Linked DNA regions of Capra hircus: region 1 is linked to region 2. The links are chromatin contacts, called in public Hi-C maps. All regions are on one chromosome and are shown on one strand. Each heading gives the region's core, a stretch centred on a gene start, on an enhancer-like site or on the middle of the called end of the contact. The rest is flanking DNA. Distances are from core to core; before and after follow the strand shown. Region 1 overlaps TXNRD1 (thioredoxin reductase 1, cytoplasmic). Region 2 has its middle 31 kb from the start of MIR2284E.

Region 1 (6,377 bases), core at 3,362-5,861, 140 kb after region 2:
AATAGCCTAATAAATTAATTTTTTTCATTTTAGGATTTGAGTATAATTAAGTGATTTATTCAGAGAAGGCAATGGCACCCCACTCCAGTACTTTTGCCTGGAAAATCCCATGGACAGATGAGCCTGGAAGGCTGCAGTCCATGGGGTCGCTGAGGGTTGGACACGACTGAGTGACTTCACTTTCACGCTTTGGAGAAGGAAATGGCGACCCACTCCAGTGTTCTTGCCTGGAGAATCCCAGGGACGGGGGAGCCTGGTGGGCTGCCGTCTATGGGGTTGCACAGAGTCAGACACGAAGTGATGTATTGGCTTAGTAACTACTGCTTTACACAGTAGCACAGTTGCAGATTGCTTTTTTGCAGAGCGCAGAGTTCTAGGAAAACCTGGATTCGGTGCAAAAAAACGTCATCAATAGATGCATTTAATAAATGGACATACTAGGATTACCTCTAGCAAGCTATACAGGATTGACATAGAGAACAGTTTTATGTAGAGTTTTGTCTTTTTAGATATAGTTTTAATAAGGTCATTTGTATGAGTATGCATTAGATACCATGCTGCTACAGTCAAAAGGAGAGAATGCCATACATTCACGCTGGCAGTCTGACATCTGGTAGAAGATGCTTCATTTGCATACAGCAGTCGGTGAAACCTCAAAAGTTTCCTTTATATCAAGCAAATCTATTTTAGCTGTACTCAGTTCTCCTGTTCTTTTTTTTCTTTTACTGCTGTGACATTTGTTCAAATGGCATTTTTTTTATATAATATGAAAAATAACTTACACTACCAGTGACAACTCATTTTAATTAAAATAACTGAGGATGGTATTGTTGTTGGATGGTATTGCTGTCAATTATTTTCATAAACAAAGACAGTATTACAAGAGATGAATACTTTGCATTGCTCTTTTGTCATAAGCCATCTTATATAAAAGCTTGCTTCTGGTTTTTGACCATCCTTGGGGCAGGCTGTATTCATTTTTAGTTCGGTCACTTCACAGTGACTGAATGTGCTTGGTTTTAAATAGTACTTGCTTGCTAGGCTTTTATTCTTTTTGTATGCTATACTTTTTATACACAGTGTATTTGAAATTTGCAGAAAGGAATAGGGCAAGTACCTACTGCAGACTCTGACTATTAACATGTTGGTGTATTTGCCCAGAGCTTCTCTTATGAGAGACAGACATTTACATCACAGAGGCAGTTCGTAACGCGTATGTGCTCAGTCATGTCCTACTCTTTGCGACCCCATGGACTATAGCCTGCCAGGCTCCTCTGTCCATGGAATTTTTTAGGCAAGAATATTGGAATGGGTTGCCATTTCCTCCTCCAGGGGAACTTCCCCACCCAGGGATCAAACTCTGATCTCCTGCCTTGGCAGGCAGATTCTTTACCCCTGAGCCACTGGGGAAGCTCACAGTTTATAATAGGCTGTATTTACTTATTGAACATGTAAAATGTGTCAGCCATTACTTAATGATCTACATGTACTAACTTCTTTAATCCTTGTGTAATCCTGTGAGATACTGTGCTATTGTTATCCCCATTTTATAGACAAGGAAGCTGAAGTGTGGAAGTTAATTGTGCTAGGAGCTGGAATTCAGTTCAAGGCAACTAGAATCCATGCTGTTAACCTCTAGCCTAATCATCTTTCACGTTTCTTCTTGGTCCTCCACCCTCATTCCTTCCCTGCCTCAGAGGCCATACTCTCCTCACGTTGGGCTGTCTCATACTTTTATGAGACATACTGTTCATACTTTTATATATTTGCTGCTTATTATGTCCTGTAAACATCATACATCATGGTTTAAAGAAAGGTGGTATCCTCAGCTAAATAGAAGCCTGTACCTTTTCCTTTTTAATCTCGCTTTTTGAGATCTATCCATATTATTGCATTTAAATCTAGTGTATTTTAAGAGCTAGTGTATTTTGTGCTTTATTTATCCATATGCACAACCCCTAATTGCCAAAATGAATAAAGCAAGAGTCTTAACATGAAGTGGATTACATACAGAAGGCTGTTCCTGACTGTTTTCAGGGAGCCATTGAACATCAGATAAGGCTCTGCACCTCATTGCCTGAGCTGCCTCATCTGTTACAAGAGGGTTGGATTGGATGGGCCAGCCCAGAGCTTGGAAAGTCTGCACAGTAGAATGCAACAGGTTTCCCTGCTCTTGGCAGGGGTAGCCTGAGTTTGGATTTAGCATTTATTCAAAATGATTCTCACACAGGTATTTCAGAATTGCCAAATATTTTTCTCTTGCTTTCAAAAATGTTTTCACATTGGAAGGCTCTCAGGTTCTTCTGTCTACTCCCCAAACTTCAGTTTAAATGGTTTTTTAATTTGAATGGCTGCTCTTAAATGTTTGAGCTACCACAGGTGGAGCTTTGAGACAACCAGATAGAGATGAGGGGACCACTGGACAGCCCTTTGAAAACACTTTCCAACAGCCCTTTGAAAACGCTTTCCAGAACATTTTGGTGCTTACGGGGTTGCACACATTTTTGCTTTTGCAAAGTGTTCTTCCTCATCATCACCAATGGCTGGTTCCTTCTCTTCCTTCTTGCTTAATGTGACCACAGTTCTGTATTAGCCCGTGTTGCAGTACCTTCAGCCTACACAGTTTTCAGCAGCAAGCATCAGTATTTCTGAATGGGTTTTTTTTTAGGTTAGACTGGAAAAATATTCCAGGCTGTTAAGGAGGGAAAATTCTACATAATCGTATCACTTTTTTGTATCTTAGGAACGTGTTGTGGGCTTTCACCTACTGGGTCCGAATGCTGGAGAGGTGACCCAGGGGTTCGCAGCGGCACTCAAATGTGGGCTGACCAAGGACCAGCTGGACAGCACCATCGGGATCCACCCTGTTTGCGCAGAGGTGCGTCTCTACAGTTTCTTTATTATTATTATGTTTTCTCCACACTTTCTTATTATTATATTTTCTCCACACTTTCAATTAAGGCTAGATAGTGCCTGTCTGTGTGTGCTCAGTCATGTCTGACTCTTTGTGACCCCCATGGGCTGTAGCCCACCAGGCTTCTCTGACAGTGGGATCCTCCAGGCAAGAATACTGGAGTGGGTTACCATTTCCTACTCTAGGGGATCTTCCCGATCTAGGGATCGGACCCGAGCCTCTTGTGTCTCCTACATTGGCAGGCGGATTCTTTACCACTACACCACCTGGAAAGCCCACTAGATAGTACTGTCGTGCTGCTGAATAGTAAAAATGATGAGAGTGATTTATACGGATATGCTTCAAATCGTTTATCATGTGTCATAAATTATTTTCATGGCGATCAGCTGATGATGACATTCGTACTCAAAACGAGCGTCAGTGCTAGTTATCCCTGAGCTACCTGCAGGCTAATGATGTCGTCTCCCTTGTTAGCTTTTAGTGTCAAAGGATGAGAAAGCGAAGCTTGTGAAAGAAAGATCAAGCCAATGACAGCAGAGCTGGAAGCTTCCCAGCGGGGCCTCCGGGTGTCAGCGTTTCTCCACACCCGTCAGTGCTCATCCATGGGCCAGTTACTTACCGCGCTGCCACTAAGTAGGGCTTGTAGGCCAGGCATGCGTCCACTGGAGAACCTGGAGGCCGGGGGAGGTACACATCAAAAGGCTTAGGAACGGAGCTGAGAAGTGCAGCCTGGAAGGATGTTCTCGTTTCCTTTTGCTCTGTCTTTTCCCTGAGTGTCTTCCTCTATACTAATATGCGCCTGTTTAGTGACCAGGTCAGAGAACTTTGTATATGTTGTTTTGTTCTGGGTTTTATTTGTTGTTTTGTTTTTGAAAACTTGTTTTTGTGAAGTAAAACTGAATTTTGAAAAATGATACATAAAAATAGAAAAGAGAATAGATTTTTAAAAGCTCTTGAAGATTGTGCAGTGTATCTTTTATTCAGTGTCATGACTAAGACTGTCTAGGGAAGGAGAGGAGCCAGTTATTGTCATTCTTTTTCAAAAACAGTGTGTTGGATTCTTGGGGCTGACATAACGCACCGTTGCAACTTAGGTGTTTAAAAACAGCAGAAATGTCTTCTATGAGAGTGCTGGAGGCCAGGGTCTGAAAGCAGGGCCATGCTCCCTCCAGGGCCCCTGGAGACGAGGCCTTCCTTGCCTTTATATCCTCTGCCTCTGGCTTCATGTGGCCTTACCTGCTGTGTGTCTGGGTCCAGATTTCCCTCCTACTGTAAGGGTGTGGATTAGGGCCCTGCTGATCCAGCATGGTTTCGTTTTCACTTCGTTACATCTGTAAAGACCCTGTTTCTAACCAAAGTCACGACATTCACAGGCACTGAGGCCTAGGACTTGAGCTTCTCTTTCTGGAGGACTTTATTCAACCCACAACGGTGGGTATGGTTAAAGTCTCGGATACTTTAAAACAGCAGTCATCCTCAACCAGGATAAAGACATCCCTTCCCAACTTGGCTATGCGAGCGTTTAGTTCTTTAATCTGAACGTGGTTCTCAGCAGACTGGTTAAAGGCTGACGTGAGCGTGGCTCCTGCTGCCTCCCTGGTTGTGTCGTGTCATGTCATGACCCAGTGGCAGCACGCGGCACTGTCTGCAGGCTGACTGCCAGCTGGGCAGAGAGGTGCAGTGGAGAAGGCAGGCGTCCCCCTGAAGTCCAGGCCCGCGGAGAGGTCAGCCGGAGGCCTCTGCCCGCGCTGCACCTGGCATGCTGGAAACCCTCCTGAAGCGTGTGCCGCTGTGCGTCTCCATCTGCTGTTTCTCGTATGACTTTGAAGCTCAGAGGTGAACATTCGCTCTTTTCATAGCGCTTTTCTCTTTGTCTTGTTTCCACGGAGGCAACTGATTAATGAGATTTAAAAACTGGCTGCCGCTGTCTCCCTCTGAGTGCATTTGTTGTGCAGCTGTGTGCCTAGCTCCGTGCTGGGTGCTGGCGAGCAGCAGGGGTTTGAGTCAGAGCAGCCAGGCGGGTGAGGGAAGGGCCGGGCACACATCTGGGTGGTGGGGGCTCAGGACAAGTGCACCGTGGCGTTGGGGGCAGTTCCCGCACAAGAGGAGAAGCATGCATTCGTGTCAGCCAGTCCGAGGTAGCACCAAGTACGAGAACCCTGTGTGGCAGAGATCATGGTTTATTCGGGGACCTGAAGGCCCTCAGGACTGCTATCGCAGTGCCACACCAGCTGTGGGTGGTTTGTACCATTTCAATAAAAGAACCTGGGTGATTGCACAGCCTTTGGCTCCGAAGTAGTTCCCTATAGGAGCTGACGTATTCCTCGGTGGAGGCTTTGCTTTTTTGGAGGAAAATAGTTTCCACGGGGTTTCCTTCTGGAGTCGCTGTGGGAGGAGGAGAGACTACTGGTGTTTTGATGAAAGCCCCGCGGTGTTGGTGAGAGAGGAATTCTCAAGGTCTGAGGTGTCAGTGACGCACGAGCGTTATTCAGTTTGAGGTTGGTGTGATGGTTATTTATCCTGGACATCTGAGCAGTAATAATTGAAGAAACTGATCACATGTGATTTTGAGTAGTAGTTTCAACTAATTAAGTTTATCTGTAAAGAAAAAATAATGGCTTAAGAAGAAGGAGCATCAGAGACAAGACCTGTGAAATGTCTTAAATGAATTTTAGTGCCAGACATCGAAAGTTTTGTTTCATTAATAGTCAACAGAATCCCAGTCTACAGTGGATGGGGTGGGGGGATCTTGTAAGGCTCGGAGGGGTTGGCTGGGTAAGAGACGTACATGCCTCCCATAGTGTTTATTTACCCTTTTGTTAGAGTGTTCTTTGTCCTGGGATCAAGAAGCTGCCTCTGCTCGTTTTTTTCAAGTATATTTTTAGGACAATTGTAAATCAGGTCTGTGCGTATAAGATCCATGTAGGAATTGACCCTGTTTGTTTTTTTCCGTATAGACTAACCAGCAATGGCAGTTTGGCTTCCTCCGTGTCTTTAACATGTTTCCAGTAGAAGAGAAATAGATAAGAGCTCTTTCTTTCCCCCTTCGTTTCTTTCCATTTTTGATGGGTTTAGTTTTTTATCCTTGGAGAAGGTAATGGCAACCCACTCCAGTACTCTTGCCTGGAAACTCCCATGGATGGAGGAGCCTGGTAGGCTGCAGTCCATGGAGTTGCAAAGAATCAGACACAACTGAGCGACTTCACTTTCACTTTTCACTTTCATGCATTGGAGAAGGAAATGGCACCCCACTCCAGCGTTCTTGCCTGGAGAATCCTAGGGACAGAGGAGCCCGGTAGGCTGCCGTCTACAGGGTCGCACAGAGTCAGACATGACTGAAGCGACTTAGCAGCAGTTTTTTATCCACACATCCTACAAGTTCTATTTCTAAATTAATTCCTGAGGAATAAAACATAAGCTTACAAATTCACAAGCATGAAATTGGCTTTAATGTATTCCCTTG
Region 2 (6,241 bases), core at 3,469-5,968:
CCTGCCTCTGAAGAGACTAAGCTGGTAGGAGGTAAGTTGGAGCTGCCAGTGATCATTATATTATCCAGTAGAGAAGACCTGTTTAACAGAAAGGGAGTCTTGATAACATCATTTGAGCTCCTGGATCAAGATGTGCCTGAAACCAACAGCCTTTCCTTCCCATGGGTAAATGAGTTGTCTTTTCATTTAATCTATTTACTTTGGTGTTTATGCCAATTGCACCTGAAAGAATCCCCAATGATTTTATTTTTTGAATAAAAATGCTTCATTATTATCTCACCTTTACTCTGAGAAAGTGTGGATTAGACATGAAAAGTAAGGCACTGCTCTCACAATATCAGCTAGGAGGTAAAATCTTTGGGTGAGGAAACTATGGGTCTCTAGCCTCTCTTGGTTCAGTTTCTGTGAGTCAGAGCAGAGTCCTGGGTCAGAGCAGCTTCATTCTTGTCTGGTTGTGCAAGAAATCAGGCAAACCCATTTCCAAATGTAAATACCAAAATTCGTTCCTTTGGCCAAGTTTAGCTTCTTTTGGCTTAGTTCTCTTTTGGATTGTAAACTTTCTTACTGTTGCAGATACTATCCGTATGGCCACTTTAAAATGTCTGGGTTAAGAAGCCTGGTGCTTGGTACTTCCCTGGTGGACCAGTGGCTAAGATTCTGAGTTCCCAGTGAAGGGGGCTAAGGTTGGATTCCTGGTCAGGGGACTAGCTCTCACGTGCTGCAACCAAGAGTTCACATGCCACAACTAAAGATCCTGAAACAGCACTGCCAAATAAATTAATTAAAGGAAGAATAAGAAACCTGATGTTCCTTCTCCAAGTACTAAAGCCATGGGCCTTTCCGCCTTGTTCCCCCTGCTCCCAGTGATTTTCAAAAACCATAAAGTTTATTCTTATTAATGTTCAGAAAAATCTAAAATGAGCACTTACTCCTAGGTCCTTCTGTCAAAGTCCGTCTCAAGCACAGAAGGTGTATCATGGCTGCTGAATAGAAATAATAGGAAACTTGAGAAAGGCCTCACACATTTTTGGGGAACCAGTTGGTGCTTGTGGGTGCATACTCAGTGGCTCAGTTGTGTCAGACTCTGGAATCCCATGGACTGCAGCCTGCCAGGCTCCTCTGTCCATGGAATTTTCTAGGCAAGAATACTGGAGTGGGTTGCCATTTCCTACTTTAAGATCTCTCCATATACAGGGCTTCAAAGGGTTGTTGTTGTTGTTTTTTTTTTTCCCCAAATGGAGAATCCTTCTTTAGAGGTTCTTAGTAAAATTATAGGCCATTTTTGGAAAGAGAAACTGTAAAAGAGGCAGGAGTGACAAGACTCAACTAGTACAAAAATCTGCTTTTAAACCATTGTTGGCAGCTCAACCCCTGGGGTGATGCTCAGAAAGGAGCACAGGTGACATGCCCGCCAAATACAATCAGCTGGACCCTTTCACTTGAGGACAGCTTGTCTAAAAGGGTCCATGAAAAGCTGGCATTAGAAAGGAGTGTCCAGGAGGCCAGGAACACGAGCTATATATGGCTTGCTCATTGACCTTCTTTTCTTTTGCTCTGTAGCAACCTTGAGATCACTGCCGAGTGAGCCCCTTCAAGGGGTTCTCGTTGAGATCAGGTGCAAGTCTTCCATCTCATAGTTACCGATAAACATGCTAGGAGACTTCCTTGGCGGTCCAGCGGTTAAGACTCCTGGCTTCCAATGCAGGGTGCGTGGGTTCAGTCTGGTGGGGGAACTAAGATCCCGCATGCTGCACAGTGCAGCCAAAATAAAAAAATAAACAAGGCTGGCACTAATCTCCCTGAAACTTATCTTGGGTCCATGCTTATGAAGCAATACACAAACTTGGCAGCTTACAACCATGTGCCATATACCACCTCACAGACTGGTATCGAGGGGTCAGCCAGGCTGAGTTCTCATCTGAAGGATCAACAGAAAAACCTGCTTCCAAGCTCATTTTTCTTTTTTTAAATTAACAGGTTTTTTTTAAAAATTATGTGTTTATTCATTTTGCTGCATCAGATCTTATTCTCTTCACGTGGGGTCCCTCGTTGTGGTGCGCGGTGGTGCACGGACTCTAGCTGTGTCCCAAGGGCTCAGTTGCTGCAGCGTACAGGCTTTACTGCTCTGCAGCATGCGGGATCTTAGTTCCCCAACCAGGGACTGAACCCACAGTCCCTGCATTGGAAGGCAGATTCTTAGCCCCTGGCCAGGGAAGTCCCCTGAACTTTTTAAAAGGAGTTTCTTTTAAAATATGGTTTGCATTCATGATTCAAAATTCAAGAGATACCAAAAGATATGTGCAGCCGAAGTCACACCCACCTCTGTCTCCACTTCCCTAGTCCTCCCTCACTGGAAACAACTATTGTTACTACTTTGTAAATCCTTACACAGACAAAATCTATACTTATAAGTACATATATAGATTCTTTTTCTCTTTTCTCTTTTTAAAAACAAGAAACAGAATGGTAGTATGCTCTTCATGTGGCTATATACCTTGCTCTGGCTTATTATACTTAAAAATGATTTTGGAGACTGTGCATATTAGCACATAAAAACTTTCTCATTCTTTTTCTGGAGGCCAAGCATTTCATTCTATGGATATGTCGTAATTTATTTGGACTTCCCCTGTGGCTCAGCAGTAAGGAATCTGTTTGCAGTGCAGGAGACGTAGGTTCAACCCCTGGGTTGGGAAGATCCCTAGGAGAAGGAAACAGCAGCCCATCGCAGTATTCTTGCCTGGGAAATCCCAGGGACAGAGGAGCCTGGTGGGCTACAGTCTAGAGGGAGTTGCAAAAGAGTGAGACATGACCAAGCAACTAAACAACAACATAATTTATTTAAATGGTCCCGTCTTGCTGGATGCTATAACTGAATGTTTGTATTTCTCCCAAATTCATGTTACATCCTAATGCCCAGTGTGATGGTATTAGGAACGAGGCCTCTGAGTGGTAATTAGGTCATGATAATGGAGCCCTCCTTAATGGGATTAATGTGTTTATAAAGATTAAGATATGTTTACAAGACTCCACCTAGATCCCTCTCCCCTTCTACCAGGTGAGGACACTGCAAGAAGATGGCCCTCTACAAACAAGGAAGTGTGCTCACATGAGACATCAAATTTATTGGTGCCTTGATCTTGGAGTTCCAGCCTCCAGAAATGTGAGGAATAAATTCATGTTTTTCAATCAACTCTCCATCCGTTTTCCCCTACTATCTTATGTGTCCTGTCTTAGGACACAGCCAGTGTTACCAGTTTCATTTGTGAATTGCCAGAGAAGGTTCATGAATATGCAAGCATGGACATGTAAGAATAGATAGATAAACAGATGTTAGATCAGTTGATTGATCTATCAGTATCTTTTTTTACACATTATTACATAAAAGGAAATGCTAACCCACTCCAGTATTCATGCCTGGGAAATGCCATGGACAGAGGACCGTGGCACGCTACAGTCCATGGGGTTGCGGAGGGTCAGACACAGCTTAGTTAGCAACTAAACAACCACCACACACCATATTCATATGTACACCCTGCAGTACAATGGCTTTTTAAGAAAACTGAACAATATAGAGCAATCTAGAAAAAATTGAATGCTTTTAAGAATGTGTTATTCAGTAAGCTGATTATGTGAACATTTAAGATGCACGTGGGGACATGTCAAGAATTTTGAGTTTCGGTTCTTTCTTCTTTACAACTGTGAGGAAATGAAGTTACAATCTTGCTGCCATTCCAGCCAATCATGGAGAGGCTTCCCTGGTGGCTCAGATGGTAAAAATCTGCCTGTAATGTGGGAGACCTGTGTTCGATCGCTGGGTCAGGAAGATCCCCTGGAGAAGGAAATGGCAACCCACTCCAGCCTTCTTGCTGGGAGAATTTTATGGACGGAGGAGCCTGGCAAGCTACAGTCCACAGAGTTGCAGAGTCAGACATGACTGAGGAACTAATGCTTGATGGAGAGGCGTCACAAAAGCACAAAGGACTGGGATGAATTTGCCTACAGGATTCTTAAATGGGGTGACGTGTGAGGCTGCAGACCGAGCGTTTCTAAGACGACGGGCACTTCCAGACTGGTTTTGAATGCACGTTCACATACAGTATTGTGTTAGTCAGGGTTCTCCAGAGACAGAACCAACAGAATGTGTATGTTTATATACAGAAAAAGATTTAAGAAACTTATAAGGAGCTGGCTCCCATGGTTATGTAGGCTGATAAGTCCAAAATCAGCTGCGTGGGTGAGCAGTCTCAAGACCCAGAATTGCTGACGATGCAGGTGAAGTCTGAAGTTTTTGCAAAAAGGAAAATGTTCTGAAGCTAGATGGTTGCACAACAATATGCATGTACTTGACACCACCAAACTATATACCTAAAAAATGGTAAATGTTATGTGTGTTTTACTGTGATTAAAAAATAAATTACATCACTTAAAAAACAACCTTTTATTGTCTCACTATTTATGTGAGTCAAATTTAGGAGCATGAGACTTCCTGATGGTCCAGTGGTTAAGACTCTGTGTTTCCACTACAGGGGGCACAGGTTCGATCCCTGGTTGGGAAATTAAGATCCCAAATGCTGCAGTGTCGCCCTCCAAAAGAAGAGATTTAGGAACAACTTAGCTGGGTGATTCTGGTACAAGGTCTCAAAGTTGCAGTCAGATGTTGGCTGGGGCTGCAGTCATCAAAGTCATCTGAAGGCTTAACTGGGGTTGGAGGATCTGCTTCCAAGATCCTTCCGTGTGACTTACCTGGCTGCTGGCTGATGGCCTTGGGTCCACGCTATTGGCAGGAAGCCTTAACTTCTCACCACATGAACCTCTCCCTAGGGCTGCTTAAGCATTGTCATAACATGGCAGCCAGTGTCCTCCAGAACCAGCCATCCCATTCTCGTGAGAAGCACATGTCATTTATGATTTAGCCACAGATGACTCATTTATGCAGCATCCTCTTTGTCAGAAGTGAGTCACTGAGTACTGTTATGCTCAGGGATAATAGTCTCCACCTTTTGAAGGGACTAGCGTTAAATAATTTGTAAACATGCTGTAAAATCACTCTGGCATTCAAACTGAAGTAGGAAGACATTCTAATAAAAACCACTTAATGTCTCTAAGCGTTTGTTTGCTCAAATGACATAAAGGTTCTGTTTGCGCAAATGTCTGTGACCAAAGTGACGAAGTACATGACTGGTTTGGTCTGGGTCTCCTTGAACTTCACAGTATGTGTTCAGTTCAGTTCAGTTCAGTTCAGTCGCTCAGTCGTGTCCGACTCTTTGCGACCCCATGAATCGCAGCACGCCAGGCCTCCCTGTCCATCGCCAACTCCCGGAGTTCACTCAGACTCATTACTCTACCAAAAAAAAAGATGGATTCTGTTCCCCAGGGGAAGTGGGGTGGGGTGCTAGGTAGTCAAAGGTGGCCAGATATCCACAGTACACGCCACATTAACTCAGAAAGTGTTAACAAGAGCATACTCCAACAAAGGCATTGCCCTCTGACCTGAGTTAATACTAATTTACCTCGTATTCATGAAGCCAGTTAAAGAAGTCAGCTTTTTCTTTCTTTTTAATTTTTAAAAATTGTGATCTGGGAATTCCCTGGCAGGCCAGTGGTTAAGACTCCTCACTTCCATTGTAGGGGGCACAGGTTCAGTCCTTAGATGGGAAATTAAAATCCCACTTGCCTCTTGGCACAGCCAAGAAAAAAACAAAAGACACAGAAGAGAAAATTCACCATTCTAACCATTTTCAAGTGTCCATCTGAGTGGAATTCGGTACATTCACATTGTTGTGCAACCACCACCATCACACAGCCACAGAACTCTCTTCATTTCCTCAAACTGAAATTCTGGGCTCATTGGACACCAAGTCCCCATTTCTCCCTGCCCACAGTCCCTGGTAACCACCATCTGCTCTGTGTCTCCATGAATTTGCCTGCTTTAAGCATCTCATATAATGGAATCATGCATATTTGTTCTTTCGTGTCTGACTCACTTAGCACAATGTCCTCTCAGTTCATCTATGTTGTAGTGTGTGTCAAAATTTCCTTCCTTCTTAAGGCTGAACAATGTCCCATTGCAGGCTTCCCAGGTGGCACTAGTGGTAGAGAACCTGCCTGCTGATACAGGAGACATCTAGTATTCTTGCCTGGAGAATCCCATGGACAGAGAAGCTTGGCAGGCTACAACCCATAGGGTCGCAAAAAGCTGGACATGACTGAGCCACTTAGCATGCAGGCACTGCCCCAGGGC

What was found. Hi-C and Micro-C count contacts between places; a contact is called where the count stands out from the background.
Region 1: a contact with region 2 is called in a Hi-C map of blood, with 3 times the contacts expected there. The contact joins two enhancer-like sites. A contact is called at or near these places in 2 of 5 Hi-C or Micro-C datasets (blood and liver).

The regions. Positions count from the first base shown.
Region 1 is chr5:66,647,205-66,653,581 of ARS1.2, forward strand. It overlaps TXNRD1 (thioredoxin reductase 1, cytoplasmic), which reads left to right. Exons shown (of 16, transcript XM_005680561.3): 15 at 2,744-2,878. Among named protein-coding and RNA genes, the nearest start is that of EID3, 42 kb to the left of the region's middle. Within about 2 kb of position 4,612, at least 1 of the 5 cell types and tissues checked has an H3K27ac peak or open chromatin away from gene starts, as enhancers often do.
Region 2 is chr5:66,508,208-66,514,448 of ARS1.2, forward strand. No RefSeq gene overlaps it. Among named protein-coding and RNA genes, the nearest start is that of MIR2284E, 31 kb to the right of the region's middle. Within about 2 kb of position 4,719, at least 1 of the 5 cell types and tissues checked has an H3K27ac peak or open chromatin away from gene starts, as enhancers often do.